Linked DNA regions of Rattus norvegicus: region 2 is linked to region 1. Evidence: chromatin contacts called from public Hi-C data. All regions are on one chromosome and are shown on one strand. The core of a region is the stretch at or near the end of the contact, and the rest is flanking DNA. Distances in the headings are between cores, read along the strand shown. Region 1 has its middle 54 kb from the start of Thy1. Region 2 holds the start of Rnf26 (ring finger protein 26).

Region 1 (4,844 bases), core at 76-2,575:
TCCAGGGGGAGGATGTTTTCCAAAGCTTGTTCCTTGGTAGCGCTGACTAATGGAACTTCCTGTGGTGTTCTGTATCTGTACTGTCCCCTGGGCGCCACCATCTCTAGCCACACATAGACACTGAGCATCTGAAGTGTGGCTATTGGGACAGAAGAACCGAATTTCTCCTCTTAGTACAGTTGTAAGGAACTTACACATAAGCCATATACGATGGGGAAGAACAGCCCTTGGACCAGATGTGAGAGCATCATCCACCCTTGTGTACATGTGCACACACACACACATATATACATATGAATTAATGCATGTGCATGTACATATACACATATATGCATATATTATATATACACATATATATGAAATATATATACACATATGTCCACAGAGAGGGAAGGGTAGGACCAATAGAGACTCCAAGACATTCTCTTAGCAAGTATTTACTGAGGGACAGATCTTGCTAATACAGCATTTGATACACAAATAGGGAAGACAGAGCTATGACCAGGTGACACTAGCCAGGTGTACAGCACTGCCCATCTCAGACACTGTAAATCAGGGAAGGCTTCACAGAAGAGGTGATTTCAAAGGTAAGGCATCAGATAGAAACTGTGAGGAAGGGGTTTGTGCAAAGGTCCTGAGGCTACAGAAGACCCAGTTAGCAATTAAGTAGGTAGGGAACCCAACACAGGCAGCAGGGCTCAACCCCTTCCAGTGGGTAGGTAGCACATGATGGTTCCTCCCCAGAGGAGGAGGGGGACAGGCACAGTGCCACGCAGGCCATATCCAGCTTGCTCATTCCTCTCCCCAGACGCCCGATGTCTCCACCCACCCCATAAACATGATTTGGAAAATATCTTGTCACAGTCCCCAGCTGAGCCAGTTCCTGTGCCCTTGTGCACCCTCTCTGAGGTCACCAAGAGGTGGGAATTGAGCCCTCATCCCTCCAGGAGCTCCTGACTCATTCTGGAGAGGGCAGCTAAGCCTGCATTCTCAAGAACCAGATCCAACCAGAGGAGAACAGGCATGACCTCAGCTTAGGGACACAGACGCAAGAGAGCGGGGCAGGGAGGGCCAGAGACAGCAGGAAAAAATTTGACACCCAGACAGACTGATGGGAAGAGATATTTGACAGACAGCACATACCAGTATGGCAGACAGACATGCCAAGGACAATTATGACACAAACGAAGAATAAGGACATGCCAAGGCAACGAAAGACAGTACTAGGGCATCCAAGGATAGAAAACAGACTGGAGTGCCACCCTGGAAATAGTGGGGTGGACTCTCCTGCAGCGCTGAGCTGTCCCACTCACTGCCTTGCAATGCACAGATGACCACAAGAGGGCGACATTGCTCCAAGAAAGCTCACAAGCCTAGTGGGTCAGGTTTTGGCGAGTAGACATCGACTCGCTGAAGTCTGTTGGAGGCTAAGGACCAAGAACATCCACACTCTAAGCTGAAGAGTGTCTTTCCTTGCCCCAGGATGTCCTCAAACAAGCTCCTTGCATCCACATTTCCCGCCCCCAGCCTTGCTCACGATTACCGTCTGAGCACTAAGGCAGAAGATGGAGGTATTGGGCATGGCCCCTGCCTTTGCCTAAAAGCATGCCCCACACAGATCCAGAATCTCAGCTGACCCCATGTTCAGCTGCAGTCGACAGGGCTAAAAACAGTGCCACCCAGGGCTGCATTCACAGAACCAAGTGGCTGCAGGATGCAGGCAGTAATGTGGTCACATCTTTGAAATGGGCTGTTAATAAACCTTGTAGAAGCAGAAGGAAGAGCCCCCATGGAACTGGCCTTGTTACAGCAGTGACACAGCAATACTGTTAAACACACTTTGTTGTCTCCAAGTGAGGCATTGTTTGCAAACGTACCCATTTTGCAGATGGAAAAACTTGGACAGACTCCCTCCCATGAGTCTTCTCTTCCCCCTGAGCCACAGCCATGCCCACAGCCTGGCCTTAATTCCCAAATGGCCTTGAGCGTCCTCCTGGCCCTTAGCCAGTCCTTCTGCTGGTTCTGTTCCCTGAGTCCTAGGGATGTAACCAGGATTTTGCACATCTAGGTAATTGTCCTACCACTGAGGTATAGCCCTGTGGTGGCCATTCTTTGTTGTCAACTTGACTACATCTGGGATTAACTAAAGCCCGTGTGGCTGGGTACATCTGTGAGGGATTTTTCTTGATTGAATCATTAGAATCATTTGAGTTCGGAAGGCCCACCCTAAATCCAGATCATTTGAGGTCAGAAAATCCACTCTAAATCTGGGCCACACCTCCCGCTGGCAGCCTATATAAAAGACACAGGAAAAAGGAAGCTTTTGCTCTTTGCCTGTCTGTTCAGACCCTCACTGGCAAGTATGTCTTCCTTCACTGGTGTTAGAGTTCTTGGATTTCTGTTGGTCTGTAGCCATGGTTAGACTAGCTGGACCACAGCCTGTAAGGCCTGCTAATAAATTCCATATATGGGGGAGAGAGAGAGACAGACAGACAGAGACAGAGACAGAGACAGAGACAGAGAGATACAGACAGACAGAGAGACAGACAGAGAGAGACAGACAGAAACAGAGAGAGACAGAGACACAGAGACAGAGAGACAGACAGACAGAGAGAGAGGGAGAGAAGAGAGAGAGAGAGAGAGAGAGAGACCTTCTGTTCCTCTAGAGAACCCTGACTACTGCAGTCCCCAAACCTCTGCTAAGTTCAATGGCTTCAGGCACCTAAAGTTCGAGGCACCCAAGGTGATTTTGATCTTGTCACTAATATGTGTGTAGTGTGTGGCCATGGCATGACCCAGTGGCCTTCAACCAGACACCTCATCCTGTCCCCTCTGTCTCCCTGATTCTAGCCTTCCATCCCTGCCCTGAAGTCCATACCTCAGCCCAGGACCACAGTGCCCTCATCTGTCCTCTCCTCTGTGCAAACGCCAAGCTGCTCCCGGTTGCTACCGAGAGCCTGGGGACACTGCAGCTAGAGTGGCATGACCAAAGATCCTTTCTAAAGGGACACTCTTGCTCCTTCTTTGGCCATCTGACTAATGAAACAATGGTCCCCAATCAGTTAGAATTTCGACCCAGAAGCTGTGCTAGAAGAAGGTAAAGACTGGGGCCCTGGGGCTAGCCAGAGGAGGATCCTGCCTCTTAGAGATGTCCATGCTGAGACAAAGAGTTCATGATGGGCAGGACCACACCTTGGCCAGGACTGAAAGTTTAGTTTCATGTCAGGATCCCAAGATGAACTCCAGGGTTAGACATCAGTCATATTGGTAGGGGCCGTCCATCTGTCCTCAGTTTGCCTTGATTTCCCTTTCAAAGCCCAACCTCCAAGTACAGCCAAGTGCTGGTTGGTATAGCAGGGGCTGGTAGAGCATTTGTGGAGAGAACACAATGCAGTTCATTAAGGACCCCAGGCAGGCACTGCCATTACCATTGCTCAGCCTTGGGGAAGCAGGGAAACTTCACCCAATGTGTTCAAAGCGCATGCTTTCCTAGCCACACAAAGCCAGCACACCACAGCTGTGACCATCTAAGGCCACCCTGACTACTGCTGCCACCAAGGAAGTAAGCGGAATGGAAGCCATTTCTCCGGACCACTGGCCCAAGGGGAAGCATCACAGTCCCCCGCCCCCCACCCCGCCCACTGGCTCTGCACCCCATCCAATCCTGCCATCCAGCAGGAGTGTGTCCTATGCCCCTGATGGGGAGATGTGCCTGAGCATGGCCTTGGCTTCCTTGTAACTTACTCACTGTACCAAAGACAGATTTGGGGGGAAGGGGAATCTCACTGCTGACTTCTCACTGTAGGGATGTGTGAAAGGAAGAACACAAAGTCAGAGAGAGGGGGGATGACATGGTACAGAGCATCAAGGGGGGACTTTGGGGTGTCGAAGATTCTGGAAATTTCCCCGAAAACAGGGAATGCGATGTGGGGTTTTCACAGGCTGAGTGTAATCAGACAAGCTCCTCGGTGGAGTCAGGATAGGGTGGGGAGCACCAAGGACAGGGCAGAGGGCCTGCACCAGGGGAAGTGTCCAGGTGAAGAGTTGGGGGTGAGACAAGATAGGGACAATGGGGGAGACAGTGAGGCCCCAAGGAGGGAAATACATCCACAGCACAGGGTGACTGAAGGCATGAGACAGGGAGGAAGACTGGGGTGTAGAACCGTGCCGGGAAATTTGGTGAGGCAGAGCAGGTGGAGAGCCGGTGACTCCCAGCTCCCTGACAGATTCCTGGTCTGGAACATGTGCCATGCTCCTCACATGAAAGAAATGTGTCCTGTGGTCAGGGAGTTCCAAAACAGAGTACTCCATGCTTATGAGGTACCTAGAGACCTGGCAGACTTAGCCAATAAGCTTTCCTTCCCAGACACCCCTCCCTGCAAAAGGCCCCAGCCTGAGAAGTGGAGTACGGTTTTACACATCCATTTTCCACCGTGACAATAAACTGTTTGGAACCACGGACTGTCTCTTTTCATCAAGATCCTCTGTGGGGAAGCCATGAAGAAGGCCTTCACCTACAGAGCTGCAGCCTAATCTCCCTCTCCCAGCCACACTGCCACCAAGCCAAGGAAAATCTCCCACTCCTACCTCCACCCCACCCCACCCCCCGTCCCTAGATCTAGCTAGATGCTGTCTCCACTCCACAGCCCCAACTCCATTCTCAGCTCTTTGGTGACTCCTAGCAGCACCTGAATGTCCAAGAGTCTGAGAGCCCCATGCCCCGGCCTTGTCACAGGCCTGGGGACTGAGCGGCTCCTGCTTTCCCACATCACAGACTAAGTTTTCCCACCCCCATGGAGCAGTGTCTTGGTGCTTCCCTACAGCCCAGCACCCGCCCCAGTGGC
Region 2 (5,312 bases), core at 1,160-3,659, 120 kb after region 1:
ACGTACGGTACAGAGAAGGTGATTCAGAACCACGGAGTGCAGGGCACATCAGAAGGGTAAGCATTAAGCAGCCATGCTTGCTTTGCTCTCGCCTGTCACACTCTCCCCTCATCCCCACCCCTAGAGCTCAAAATCCAGATGCTCACTTCTTACTCCAGCCAGTGTCAAAGACCAGCTGACCACCTGCCGGCACTTGCAAGGACCACACTTAGAGCTGTCAACAGAACTTTATTCATAGAAACTGGGCGTTCCGACTTACTGGAGCTATGACCCCTGAGGCCTAGCCCCTTGTTCGGACCCTAGTGAAAAGTGCAGAATGCCCTCTCCACTGTTGGAGAGAGCCCTGGAGGAATGCTATGTTCTATGCCAAGTAGGGAATGAGTAGACATCTGGTTGTTCTTTCTGAGGCTCCCCATAGAGCTGGGGTGCCTGAGGGTAAATGGTCCCAAAGCCAGGTGTAGCTGCACCCCTGTACCCAGGGATAAACTCTTGACCCCAGGTTCTAGTCAAGTTGGGAGTCTTTAAAAGACAATGACAGGCAGAAGTGGCTCTAAGGACACCTGCGGGTTTCTAGTACCACACCCACCAGGGCAGAGGTTCTGGCTGAACATAAAGGCCCAAGATCATTCCAAACCAAGAATAAACAAAAGAAAGAAAGAGAGAGAGAGAGAGAGAGAGAGAGAGAGAGAGAGAGAGAGAGAAAATCAAGATCACTCCAAGGTCCATGAGTTGCCAAAATCCTCAAATGACACTGATGTGGCGTGGCCTTGGGGGAATAGGACCAAAAACTCCCAACAAAAAAAAGCCAGAAGCAGAGAAAGACAGCCCTAGAGGCAGGCATCTGGGTGGGCAGGTGCAGAAGAGCCCACCACAGAGTCTCAGGGCCCTTGCATAGTGACATACTCACCACCCTCAGCATCTCAGGGCCCCACACAGCATTTAGAGAAAGTGTTACTCTGTCCCACCCAGACTGGAGTCTTCCGGAGTATTCCAGCTACAGGTCCTGGATATATGGCTTGAGGCTTGGCAGAGACACCTTCAGGGCAAAGAGGACTCAGGCCAGAACCCGGAGGCAAAATGTTGATGCTGTCCTGGTGTGTGGAGCACAAAGGACGGGCAGGCAGGGAGGGAGTCTTCAGAGGTAGACATTGAGGGTCTGCAGGATGCTGCGGCGGCAGAGCGGGCAGTTGCGGTGGTAAACGGGGTGGCGCATGAGGATCTCGGTGCAAGCCTGGCACAGGCACAGGTGCCGGCAGGGCAGAAGCAGCACCGTCTTGCTTTGGTCCTGGCAAATGACACACTTCTTCCGCTCTTCTTGCTCCTTCAGCAACTTCCATGGGTCTTGACCAGCTGTAGGTTCCTCCTCATTGAGTCTCTCCCGGCCTCTAGCAGCTGCTGTTCTGATGACCTCCTCATCTGCTTCAGGTAGAGGATCCTGGGGCTGGATCCTGGCTGAGAACACCCTCCTGGGGCCACCTTGGGGGGCTCCCGGTGCTCCTCCCCGATTTGGCCAGCTGGCCAGCTGTAGGCTTCGGCTCCAGACTCTGCGCCAAGCCTCTAGACCTAGTGGAAGGCGAGACAGCCGTACAACATCCTCTCGAAGCCGGTGGTAGGATGGGCGGGCGTGAAGCTGATTGAGAGCTCGGGTGGCCAACCTCAGGGTTTGTTCTGGGTGCAACGCAATCAGAATCACCACCAGCACACAAGCCAGCAACACCAAACCGGTGAGGTGGAAAAGCACACAGCTGGCCAGGACGCGGACGGCCGAGGCCAACAGCTCCAGGACTAGTTGGCAAGGGGTCCACAGGAGAATGGCCATGGCCACAGCGCTGCTGGAAATGTGAGCAAGGAAACCAGCCACCACGTCTGTCATCCTCCAAAGAGGCCCTGTCACGGCATCCCACAGGGCCAGCACCAGGGAGAAGAAGTTCTGAGTGCCAATGAGGCAAATATTGACCAGACTATTGACCACATAGGCCACCAAGCTCATGGCAATGGCACAGATGTCACAGGCCTGGCGTAGCAAACCATGACCGTTAGAGATCATGTTCAGGATACCCCTGTTCAGTAATTCCCGGCTCTTCAGAGCTCCATGAGAAGCCAGGTGCCCCAGCAGCTTTAAGCTCTCCAAGCCCGAGTAGCAGCTGCAGAGAAGAGTACACAAGGCCTGCAATCCCCCGAAGGTAAATCGGACCACTGCTTCAACTAAGGCCACCAAATAGAGCAGGAATCCTCGACCCAAGTGCAGAAGACTCGTCAGTACTGTATGTGGCAGATTGTAGATGAAGGCCAAAAGCCAGGCCAAGGTAGCCAGGAGGGAGGACACGAGCAAGAAGTTGAGATCCAACACCAAGGTCAGCAAGTCCAGCATCAGGCCCACCCCATTCACCACCAGGTAGACAGCCTCCATGATAGGGCTGTGGAGTTCAGGACAAAAAAAGAAAGGCTGGCTCCTCAGAGAAGATGGTGTCAAGGTTGCCAATACTGCGGAGAGTTCGGAGTTAATTTGGAAGGGATGTGAACGTCTAACCAAGGGAGAACCAAGGTCTACAGAAGTGGGTTGGAGAGAAGACTTTTACAAGAGGGAAAGGAATCCCGGTTTGGAAGGCGGGCTGTTCGGGAGCGAAGAAGCAAAACATCTCTAAAATGATAGGGAGCCCGGACTGGAGGAAGTACCTCAGCTTTAGAAGCCTGGAGCGGTATTCAAGGCCGGGCAACGGGTCTGACCGGGAGAAGACCGGGAAGGATAGGACGGGATCGGGAAGGGCCGGGCCGGGGCCGGGTGGGGGCGACGCAGGCTGGGCGCGGGCTCGCGGTCCAGCCACGCAAGTGCCCCTGTCCCCGCCCGGCCCCTGTCCTCCTGCTCGTGGCGACTGGCACCCAAAGGGAAAGCAGGACAGAAAGTCAGCCTCAGCAAACCCCAAGCGCGGTCTCGACTCCACTGGGCGCCGCCATCTTGTGTGCTAAGGGACGGGGCAAGCAGGGGGCGGGACTATAGCCCATGGCCAATCAGTGAGGGGCAATGGCAGAAAAGTCGACAAACCATTGGTGTTTTTGAACAGCGCCCAAAGACATAATTTCCAATGAGAGGAATAGAAATATATTTATAAAGCTCCTCCTCTTTGAGGTGGTGATAGGTCCGTTAGCGTGTCGGTATAATTTCCTCACCCCGCCCCGCCCCGCCCCGCCCCTTAAAGAGCCAGAGCCACAATTTAATGAGACTGTCTTTAAGTGGTATCGCCCCGAAGCCCCAACTCCACCCTGCTCCCGGTCTTGGAGTATGCGTTCTTCGAGGTCTGGGCTGGACTCTGGTTTAGTACCTTCTCCACGTCCCCCTGGGACCTGCTGCCTCATCTCATTCATCATTTTTTTTAAAGATTTATTTATTCATTTATTATATATAAGTACACTGTAGCTGTCTTCAGACACACCAGAAGAGGGCATCGAATCTCTTTACAGATGGTTGTGAGCCACCATGTGGTTGCTGGGAATTGAACTCAGGACCTCTGGAAGAGCAGTCGGGTGCTCTTAACCGCTGAGCCATCTCTCCAGCCCTCATCATTTATTTTTAACACTTATTAAGCATGTACCATGCTTTGGAAATACAACCCTTTTTAAGATTATCATCTGTCTCAAGCTATTCACAAAGAGAAAAAGATTGTTAGGGGGGATCCCTTGTCACTGAGAAAAGGAGCCACAGAATGAAGGCGCTCTGATTTCTACCTTGACCCCATCAGCTTGTAGGCCATCTGTGCCCCATACATCAAGAGACTGGTATTTTCTACTTACCCATCTCTCTCGTGACTATCGTCTCTGTTAGCCTTAATTGTCAAATTGGCACAGCCTAGAATCATGAGAGAAACTTCAGTTTACAGAATTGCTCAGGTGGGTTTGGACCGTAAACTTGTCTGTGAGGGATTCTTTTGTTAATTGATATAGGCGGACCCAGCCAACCATGGGAAGCAACATTCCCTAGGCGAAGGGAGGGGTCCTGGACTGTGTAAGAAGAAAGCTTGCAGAGAGTGAACCAATAATTGTACCCGCTAGCTAGCCTGACAGTAATGTAAACAAACCTTTTCCTCCCCAAGTTGCTTTTGGTCAAAGTGTTTTATCACAGCAACAGAAAGTAAACAGGACACTTATCCTTCCCCTGGTCAGCGCTGTTTGTTTTTTCAATTTCCTGCTTGTTTGGAATTCAAAATCTCTGTTGCCAACTCATAATGTGCATAAGCCCTGTGTTTCCTCCACGAAGGACGTGCCGCTTGCCCCGCATCACCTGAAGTACAGTCCTCAGCAGTACATAAATGAGGCTTTGTGGGGCACTTGGGAGGTACAGACAGAAGGGTCAGCTTCCTAGATATTTAGTCCGTTTAAGAAAAGACAGTTTTGGGGGTTGGGGATTTAGCTCAGTGGTAGAGCGCTTGCCTAGCAAGCGCAAGGCCCTGGGTTCGGTCCCCAACTCCAAAAAAAAAAAGAAAGAAAAAAAAAAGAAAGAAAAGACAGTTTTGCTTACTGTAAACCCTGTCTTTCAAAATATAAGTAAGTAAATAACAGCTATACCTTTAAGGACAGCACCTAGGAGGCAGAGGCAGGCAGATCTGTGAATTGGAGGTTAGTCTGAATCATGTATCAAGTTCCTGGTCTATGTATCAAGTTCCAGGACCATGTATCAAGTTCCAGGACCAACGCTCCATAGAGACTCTGTCTCAAGAAAAGAAAAGAACCAGCGAGATGGCTGAGCAGGTTGTCCGGTCCAGAGTAGCAGAGCTGTTGACAGATACAGGGCTAGGTAAGCAGAAGGGTTGATACCCGGTAAACAACCCTAAAGGTTACTGTTTATTAGAAACGCAGATTTCTCAAAGCAGTTTCTGCTCACCCGGAAGTTCTCTTAACCTTCCCAAAGGTCAACTACCTCTGCCAAGGGCAGCTAGTTCCAGTTCAATCATGACAGCCCAGACCCCCATATCCACCTCACTGTCACGTAAAGTCTGCTTGCTTTTCAGTCATTTTACTCCTGTCCCTGCCTGTCTCCCCATCCCCCAAACACATCTAGAGGTGGGCTTCACAGTCTGGTTTCAAATAAAATCTTTCTTTCCGCCCACGGAGCAATCTAGGTCAGTAGTTTTTCTGTGCCGTTGCTTATACAGGTAAAAGCACTTGCTGTGTGAGAGCCTGGTGACCTGCACCCAATTCCCAGCAGAAGAGAGACGGGCTTCCCCAGATACATGCTGACCTGAGTGCGCACATGTTAGAGACCAGAGGAGGATGTCAGGTGTTTTCATCACTTCCCACCTTATTCTGACTATGTTCTC

Evidence for each region. A called contact is a pair of places that touch in the nucleus more often than the background predicts.
Region 2: a Hi-C map of the A7r5 cell line shows a contact between it and region 1, with 8 times the contacts expected there. The contact joins the promoter of Rnf26 here to the enhancer-like site in region 1. A contact is called at or near these places in 9 of 12 Hi-C or Micro-C datasets (the A7r5 cell line, the Rat2 cell line, Schwann cells and 4 more) and 1 of 1 datasets of contacts at active chromatin or transcription factors (oligodendrocytes).

What each region holds. Positions count from the first base shown.
Region 1 is chr8:53,230,271-53,235,114 of GRCr8, forward strand. No RefSeq gene overlaps it. Among named protein-coding and RNA genes, the nearest start is that of Thy1, 54 kb to the right of the region's middle. Within about 2 kb of position 1,326, at least 12 of the 93 cell types and tissues checked have an H3K27ac peak or open chromatin away from gene starts, as enhancers often do. A contact at or near this core is called in the A7r5 cell line, where this site is marked.
Region 2 is chr8:53,351,177-53,356,488 of GRCr8, forward strand. It overlaps Rnf26 (ring finger protein 26), which reads right to left and starts at 2,410. Exons shown (of 1, transcript NM_001113748.1): 1 at 212-2,410. The coding sequence starts at 2,410. The coding sequence ends at 1,136.